Regions from separate parts of the Gossypium arboreum genome. Here region 1 is linked to region 2. The links are chromatin contacts, called in public Hi-C maps. All regions are on one chromosome and are shown on one strand. The core of a region is the stretch at or near the end of the contact, and the rest is flanking DNA. Distances in the headings are between cores, read along the strand shown. Region 1 holds the start of LOC108487475 (NAD(P)H-quinone oxidoreductase subunit O, chloroplastic). Region 2 holds the start of LOC108489423 (SAL1 phosphatase-like).

What was found. Hi-C and Micro-C count contacts between places; a contact is called where the count stands out from the background.
Region 1: a Hi-C map of leaf shows a contact between it and region 2, with 3 times the contacts expected there. The contact joins the promoter of LOC108487475 here to the promoter of LOC108489423 in region 2. A contact is called at or near these places in 2 of 5 Hi-C or Micro-C datasets (both in leaf).

What each region holds. Positions count from the first base shown.
Region 1 is chr10:24,614,270-24,618,158 of ASM2569848v2, forward strand. LOC108487475 (NAD(P)H-quinone oxidoreductase subunit O, chloroplastic) reads left to right here and starts at 2,301. Exons shown (of 6, transcript XM_017791829.2): 1 at 2,301-2,704; 2 at 2,791-2,846; 3 at 3,212-3,277; 4 at 3,384-3,425; 5 at 3,779-3,838. The coding sequence starts at 2,443.
Region 2 is chr10:24,099,506-24,103,871 of ASM2569848v2, forward strand. It overlaps LOC108489423 (SAL1 phosphatase-like), which reads right to left and starts at 1,973. Exons shown (of 8, transcript XM_017793968.2): 1 at 1,634-1,973; 2 at 1,435-1,516. The coding sequence starts at 1,699.

The sequences.
Region 1 (3,889 bases), core at 1,051-3,550, 520 kb after region 2:
TAATGGTGGTCCAAGATGGTGCAAAAGGAGATGGGGAGAGAAAAGAGATGAGCAAAAGAGGGGAATGGTAGTGAAAAGGAAAGTAATGAAAAGATGGAATAAAAGGGTGTTATTCATCTTGTCTAGGTTCAATGAACATCACATAAGGTAATGGTGAAGAGAATAGTATGTTGAGGGGACAAAAGAGCAAAAAGAGGATCATGAGAGTGAAAACGGGGCTTAATAAGGGAAGGTTGACTCACACACAAGAAAAGAATCTTTCCCCATGCATGGTAACTAGGTTGGACGGTAAGGAGTGTTCACACTAGCTAAAGTTGTCAAAAAAAATAAAAATTTGTGTGTATGAGGAGTTAAACATGGAACCTTTAGGAAATTATCTAAACACTTAACAACTTTACCACATTACTCCTTGTGATCATTTTAATAGAAAATATTTAAAAACATAGGATGACCTTTGCTAAGGGTTTAAAACAAATTTGCACAAAATAGAAATTAACGAGAGGGAAGAGATTCGAACTCAGATAATCAAAGATAGCTCCATCACTACTCAATCACTATAATTGATATTTATTATCAAATATGCTAAGGTCATCTAAAAGAAATTGGGCGTGACCTTTCTCGGTTCATTGACCTAATTTCTATTAACCCGATTTTTGAAATATGACATTCGATGTTTGATTGCCATGCACCTTATTGCTTAAGTTAGTTCAAGGGACATCTTGTGTATGCTTTGTGTGTTTGCTTAAGGACAAGTAAAGACTTAAGTTTGGGGGAGTTTGATACGTCGTATTTCAATATGATAAATTAAGCTCTTTTCATACTTAAAGAGCTTGTTTTTGGGTGATGTTTCGAGTCCTTTATCTCTTTTTCACATTTAGATTAGAATTTACGTTAATTACACTTTTTAGTGGTTTTTATGTTATTTGCAATAAAAAACATCAATTATATGTCCAGTTGAGCTTAATATGTGGCTAAGGCATTTTCAGGGACTTAACTGAGGAACAAGCGAAGGAATCAATCATGTAGCTTCGGTATTGAAACCTTGGGATATTGATGTCACAACCTGGAATCCTTTGACTCTAAATGCTGCAGCATCATTCTCTGATGTCGTGACATCGGGCTTTCCACCATGCCAATGAAGTAATCTCGAAAAGCCTCGGTGTCGTAACAACAGACTTGTATAGACGCGACACCAAGGTCTTTGACTTGCGACAACAAGCATGTGGTGTCGTGACATGTACCCTAAAGATGGACCAATAAGATCAAGCTAAGTCGCAACATTGGACCTATGATGTCACAACTTAGAGCCCCTTGAGTAGCAATGATGCGATCTCACTCTTTCTTTGATCATCCTTTATCAAGAGTTTTTTTTATTCTTTGGTTCAAGAGCTCAAAAAGCAAGAATGAGACTTTTAGGCAATGATTGTGAGCGCGATGGACATGGGTTCGAAATTGAGTCACCTTTGATGCAAACATGATACTTTTAATAGGGAATAACGTTGTTTCTTTTCTTTTTGGAGCTTTTTTTTTTTTACTATTGGGCTGTAATGTTATAAAGAGTTGGTGCATCTGTTGACCTTTCTCAATGTGAGAACAAGCCATATAATTGTCAATGTGTTGGGTGAGTTCAAGTTCCCGAGATCTATATGATCAAAAGTTTGACATAGATTATGGCTTTAAGTGTGGCATTGGCTTCTTAATTGATTCTTATGGTTTTAAACTCTATAAACTAGAAAATGTTAAGATCATGCTTGTATCATCGTCATATTAAGCTTGTGCTTTTGTTTTTCTTGCCTTTTCTCTTTAGTTTGACTATTGATTAAATTGTCCTTTTTAGCTTAGTTTCTTATAACTTGTTTGAGATGTTTGATTTTTTTATTTCTAATTGTATTGTTAGTCTTGAATGAATGAATATTCACTCGTCGGTAGAAAAAAATGAAATTAGGTTAGGAAATACCATCCAAATTATAAATGAATTTAAAATTGATCCAAATGCAACCTCATCCCGTTAATTCTTAAGAAATAGGAGGAAAAAAAAAGGAAAAAGACTAACCAAATTAAAATGAATTAAAATTGATAACATTGTTAAAGAAAGATGAAATTAATCTAAAAAATATCAAAATCATAGCTACAAAATAAAACACATTCTACTCTTAAAAAGAAAATTAAATTTGGAGCGAAAACTGTTGAAAGTGAAGGTAATAAATTTCAAAAAGAAAAATAATCTTTAAGCAACGTAATAATATGATTAATTTAAAATTGATCAAAAATGCATCCTCACCCACTAGAATGTACGGAAACAAACAGTTTTTTTTGTCTTGAAAATCTGGCCGTTAGAAACAAGAATAAGAAGAAAAAAAGATCATCATCTCTTATCTATATATCTGTAGAGCACTTAAAAAGAGGTCAGTAAAGCTTCACTTCAAAGGAGTGGTAGTTTCCATGGCGTTTTCTTCTTCTGCTCTCTCTCACGCCTCTTCTTCATGCCTCTCTTCCTTCCCACATGCCTTCACAACCAGAAAAACCCATCTTCGCTTCCCATCATTTTTACTCATAAAAGCTTCTTCTGAACCTGACAAAGGAAACCCCACTGCTACACAGACCAAAAACGCTGAAGGCTCTAGCAATGCTCAACCTCAACCTCAACCTCAAGCCACTCCCGCCGCCGCCGCTAAGCCACCTCCCAAAAAGCCTGTTTATTCCAGTGAGTTTTCTCTGAAATACTTCCCTCAATTATTGGTTTAAGTTGCTTGGGTTTGAAATGATGGAAGTGGGTTTGGTTTTGGGCAGTGAAGAAAGGCCAGATTGTTAGGGTGGATAAAGACAAGTATCTCAACAGTATTAATGTAAGTGAAACATGAATTGATTTATGCTATATTGGTTATCTTCTTCTTGTTACATAGTTTGCTGAAAGTGCAAGAAATTGGATAAATGACACATAATCCCTTGTTTCCACAATGCTTGTTCCCTTGTTGATACAAACTCTTTAGAGAAGGGATCTTCCGGAGGGATAAAATTTTGCTTTGGATTAGACAATTTTTCTTTATGTACAGAGAAGAAAAAGAAAGGGGATTATAAGAGATTATCAAACATTTTTTTTTCTTTTGTTTTAGAAAAACAAACTTATGTAAGCTTTTTGCTGCTTGAACTTGTATTGGATTTCCCTTGGCATAAAATTACAGGGATAGTGACAGTTTTGGTTTTGTTTTAGTATCTATCTGTAGGGCATCCCCCCTATTACAAAGGCTTGGACTACATATACGAAGACCGTGGTGAGGTGCTACTATCGAGCCATTGAGTATCAAAGCTTTCTCCCCTTTTTGTTTTGTTTAGGACATCTTTGAAGGACATTAAATCTTTTGCTATCTGCTTGATGATATCAGGTTCTGGATGTACGCATTTTTGAGACAGGAGAACATGCACTTGTGAGAAATTTTCACTGCAGCCTTTGCCTTAGTATTTTGGTTCACTTTCATTTGTTAGACTATGATGATTACAGAAAACTAGAGCTTCTTCTCTACCACAAATCATGCTAATTCAGTTCTCTTATCAGAAAATTTTCATTCTTAAGCTTAAGCTAATGTGACATAATGATGAACTAAAATTTTGAGAACTTTATGTCAATATGTTATACAAATGCTAGTTAAAAGAATAATAGTTTTTGCCACTGCTGATAATTGTGCTCTGTGCAATCCCATTTTGCCGGATGCTGATCCATTCTTAAGTTAGACGTTAGAGCATTCGAGGCTCAATCTAGCTAAGCATGACCTTTTTTCAGGTTGCATGGGTCGGCATCCCAACTGCACCAGCTTGGCTTCCCACGGACATGCTTATCAAGGTACTGTTAATAGATTGTTTCATTGGCCACTTGAGTCGATTTGGCAAATTA
Region 2 (4,366 bases), core at 723-3,222:
AACTTATTATTATTATTATTATTATTATTATTATCAAATATGTATATTCTTTTATCAAATATTTGGGACCCAAATAGGTTATGTGTAATTCACGATGAGGTTATGTTGAGAGAGTAAATTAAGAATAAGTTAGATGGAAACAATAATTTTATAATTTCTTTCTATTTTTTATAATATGTATACATTTTTTTCTGAATTTTAATATATTTATTTCTATTTTATAATTTTAAAATTTATATATATTTGATAAAAAATACATTTCTTTAACAAAAGAAAATATATATTCAATAAATTTTTTATTGAAAATGAATATACTTTAAGGTCAAATTGTGAATTAAACCTTTTTTAAGTTTTTTAATAAAGTTATTTAAAAATTTATTGTCACGTGGCACTAATCAAAATGTGTCACATGGCATATCCAACTACTCAGAATATACCACGTGGTAATTAGGTTTATTTAAAATAAAAATATTGATCTATCATTGATTAGACATTGACTAACTATTGGTCAAAGTTGACTTATATTGATCAATCGTTAACCATTGTTGATCGATATTGACCAACTGTTGAGTGATTACGTAACATGCCACTCAACCTTCTTTTTATTTTTAATATTATATATAATATTGTTTAAAAGACAAATATATATAATGTCTAAATAATTCAAAAAATTTAAAAATATTTTTTTATAAAATTCTAAAATATATAAAAATAAATTTTTAAAAAATAAAAATATTATATGAAAGTATTTTTTGGTAGAAAAGAGACAACACTAGGCTATTATAATAACCAATTCATAAATTAAAAGAATCTAGACTCATCTTCAACCAACAAAACTCTAATCGAAACTGATTTAAACTACGAAAAAAATATATCTAAATTTCAAAATCTCAAAACTTTATATATATATATATATATATATTTGAATTTTGTCAATTTCCGTTAATGGTGAGTAAATATTTTTATTTTAAATAAACTTAATTGTCATGTGATACATTTTCATTGGTTGAATATGTCATGTGACACATTTTGATGGGCATAATTTGTCAACTAAAAAAAGTTGAATAGAATAATAAAATGATAATTTAAATATTAATCTAGGATAAAATAAAAAATTTAGGTATCACGAAAAACCAAATTTAACATAAAGCTTTAAAAAAAACCGAGGTATGGTTTAGGTAGCATATTGAAAAAAAAACTTTAAATACTAAAATAGAAAAATAATAGATGTAAGAAAATGAGTATATTTGAAAGCAAAATTGTGAATTAAGCCACAGAATTGGTTCATATTTCAACTTGTGGGCATTAATCATATGCTTAAAAATTGAAACACGTTCTGAATCCAGAATGTATATTTGAATAAGAAACAACAAGATTAAGGCAAAAGAAAAGAGCAAGTCAACGAGAGGCGCAAAGAAAGTAAAGGAAACGTACCATAATCAGCTACTGTTACGGGACTTTTATTCCTACCATGTTTTGATCGAACATCTGATTGAAGCAACGCCTTTTGAACTTTCTGAAACCCACATAAACCCTAATTCAGTTTCCGTAGAAAAATATTGAAAATCCAGAACAGAAAATGCAGAGAAAATGGGGGTTTTTGTTTTTGGTTTTTGGTGAGAAGGGAAATTACCCGACAGAGACGAGCAGCGAGAGAGGCAGCTTTGATGGCGGCAGCCAGCTCTTTATCATAAGCCATTGCAAAAGCCACAGAAGGAGGAAGGGGCAAGTACTTGAGATGAAGAAGAGAGAGGGTTGCGACTAATAAATCTCAACCAATTAAAAGATAAATTTTAAAGTACGAAACTTCGCGCTACCAGCCGATTGAGTGATGAAATTTCCAGCAACTTTCAGTTTCACTTTCTCGTTTTGAGTAATGATTAATATATATCCGACCAAAGACATTACTTGTGAAATACTGAAAATTCATTGGCAGCTAATATATGGTGCTTCCTCAATCATCACCTAATTCTTTGTTTAATTAAGTTTAATCATTAGTCAATAATTTATGAGTTTTATTTTGTAAATTTCAGCTTTTAAGAACATACCATGCCTTTGCAAAAATTGTTAAAAATGTTATATGTAGATATGATTAATGTGTTATAACAGCAAAATTTTGGTACAAAATTCAATAAATCAAGCTTTATAATATCAAATCATTAAGAATAAGAAAATTAGATGCGCAAATGTACTTAAATCCATTGATATCTCGAAATCTCTTGATTTTGATAATCTAAATTAACACACAAGTTTTTTAAAGAATGACAACTCTCTCTTTTTTAAAGATGGAATATAAAAAAGTTACGTGTGTAATTTGGGGACTATAACACTAATGTATAACTTTTGCATATTAACCTAAATTTCTAATCAACTCATCATCAATTAGAAATTAGTTTTTTAGAGTATCTACACATATTTGGTACATAATTTATTTAATAATTGAAGCCCAATAAACCTTAACCAAATTAGATCACTTTTAAATTGAGCTAACATTTTATGATAGTAAATAAAAACATGTAATTATTCTTATTATATATGTGATGTCCATATTTTTTCAACAATCTCCCACTTGGACCACATATATATACTAATTACTCTATAACCACACGTTATTATATAACCTTATGAGCTAAAACTTTAGTATCATATCCAAAAGGTATTCCAGACAATCTTATCTATTAATTATGTTAACAAATAATCAAGACAACTTTCGTTACATATATCATAATTGAATACATCCTTGATCGCATATATTAATAAAAAATGATATAGATCAAATATAAATGTGTAGCATGGAAATTTTATGTATTGTGACCTAAACATTTCTATTTCTAACTAGTCCACCTTAATCTTAGTGAGATCAAGTCTTACCAAAATCAGAGTGTAAATAAACCAGATAAACCTTATTTCTATAGAAAATAACCTTAATATGCATAAATTGAAATAACTAAAAATGTGTATAACAAAAAATTTTTAAAATTCCCACTAAAACTAAATATCCTAAAAAGACATTACACCTATATGAGCAATGTGCTCATAAAAGCCTTGGGTGGTAGTCCCTCAGTAAATGAATCTACAATAATGTAGTTTGTCCCAATATTATTTATAGACACATGACTCACTCTGAACTCTTACTTTAAAAACCATGAATTTAAAGTCTATGTGCTTTGACTTTGATGTGCTCTTGTTGTTATTGGAACAAATGACCGCAATTTATTGTCACAATTTGTAACTTAGTGACAAAATATTCCACTAAAATTGAAGTCTGTATACCTGGCGGTCTCTAACTTATTAGACTTCCGATATCTGAGCAAGTAATGTTTTGTTTTTTGAAGATAATGTATGAACCTTTTTGTTGCCATGTAATGTTTTGTTTTATGAAGATAATGTATGAATCATTTCGTCGCTTTCCAATGATCCATACTTGATTTGCTCAAATATTTTGATGAACTGTAATTTATACATATTTTTATCCTATGCTTACTGCATTTACGGATGATTTCTCCTTAAATTTGGTGAATTCGATGCTCCTAATCCTTTTAATTTCATGTTTTATACTTAAGTGAGCATAGGAGAGTAAAAAAAGCGAGAAACGGGTCGAAAATAGAGAAAATGGACCAATATAGGAAAACAATACGGCCTAGACTTCCTCACACGGGTGTGTCACACGGCCGTGTCAATTTGGCAGGATCGAAGCACGACTTACATGGGTAGACCACACGCCCGTGCCTATTTAACAGCTTTGACCATGGGCTGGAATAATCGCACACGGGCGTGTCCCTGCTGAGCCCAAGTTTAGTCCTATTAGGAAAGGCCAATTTTTAGGGCTCTTAGGCGTTCAAAAGCATATTTAAACACTGGAGGAGGCACTTAGGAGGGGGACGTAGAGTAGGAATCAAGGAATTACTCAAGGAAAGCTGATTGATCCATCTTAAGAGTCGGATTCATCATCAAGACTGGAGATCTCCCTTCAAGTTCCTTCAGAAGTTTTGGATTTTCTTATGTTTTGTTATCTTTATGCTTTTGAGATGTTTTCTTTCATAAATATGAACTAAACCCCCTAAATACCTAAGGGGAATGAAACCTAAGGCAAGCTTTGTTATTATTATCTGAATTGTATGATAAATATTTGACTTGTTCTTAATTATGTGTTCTTAATTCTTGTTTTAATATTCCAGGATATTGATTCAAGTTAACGCTCTTATTTAGAGGAGGAATAGACCCTGTTTAAGAGTAAAATTGTCATAATTAAGCGGAGTTGATTGCGCGCCTAGAGATAGGGTGACAAGATTTTTTCGGATTAGGGTGAACGTAATAAGGGAATCCATAGATCGAGTTAATGCAATTCTAGGGTGTTAATTAGAAA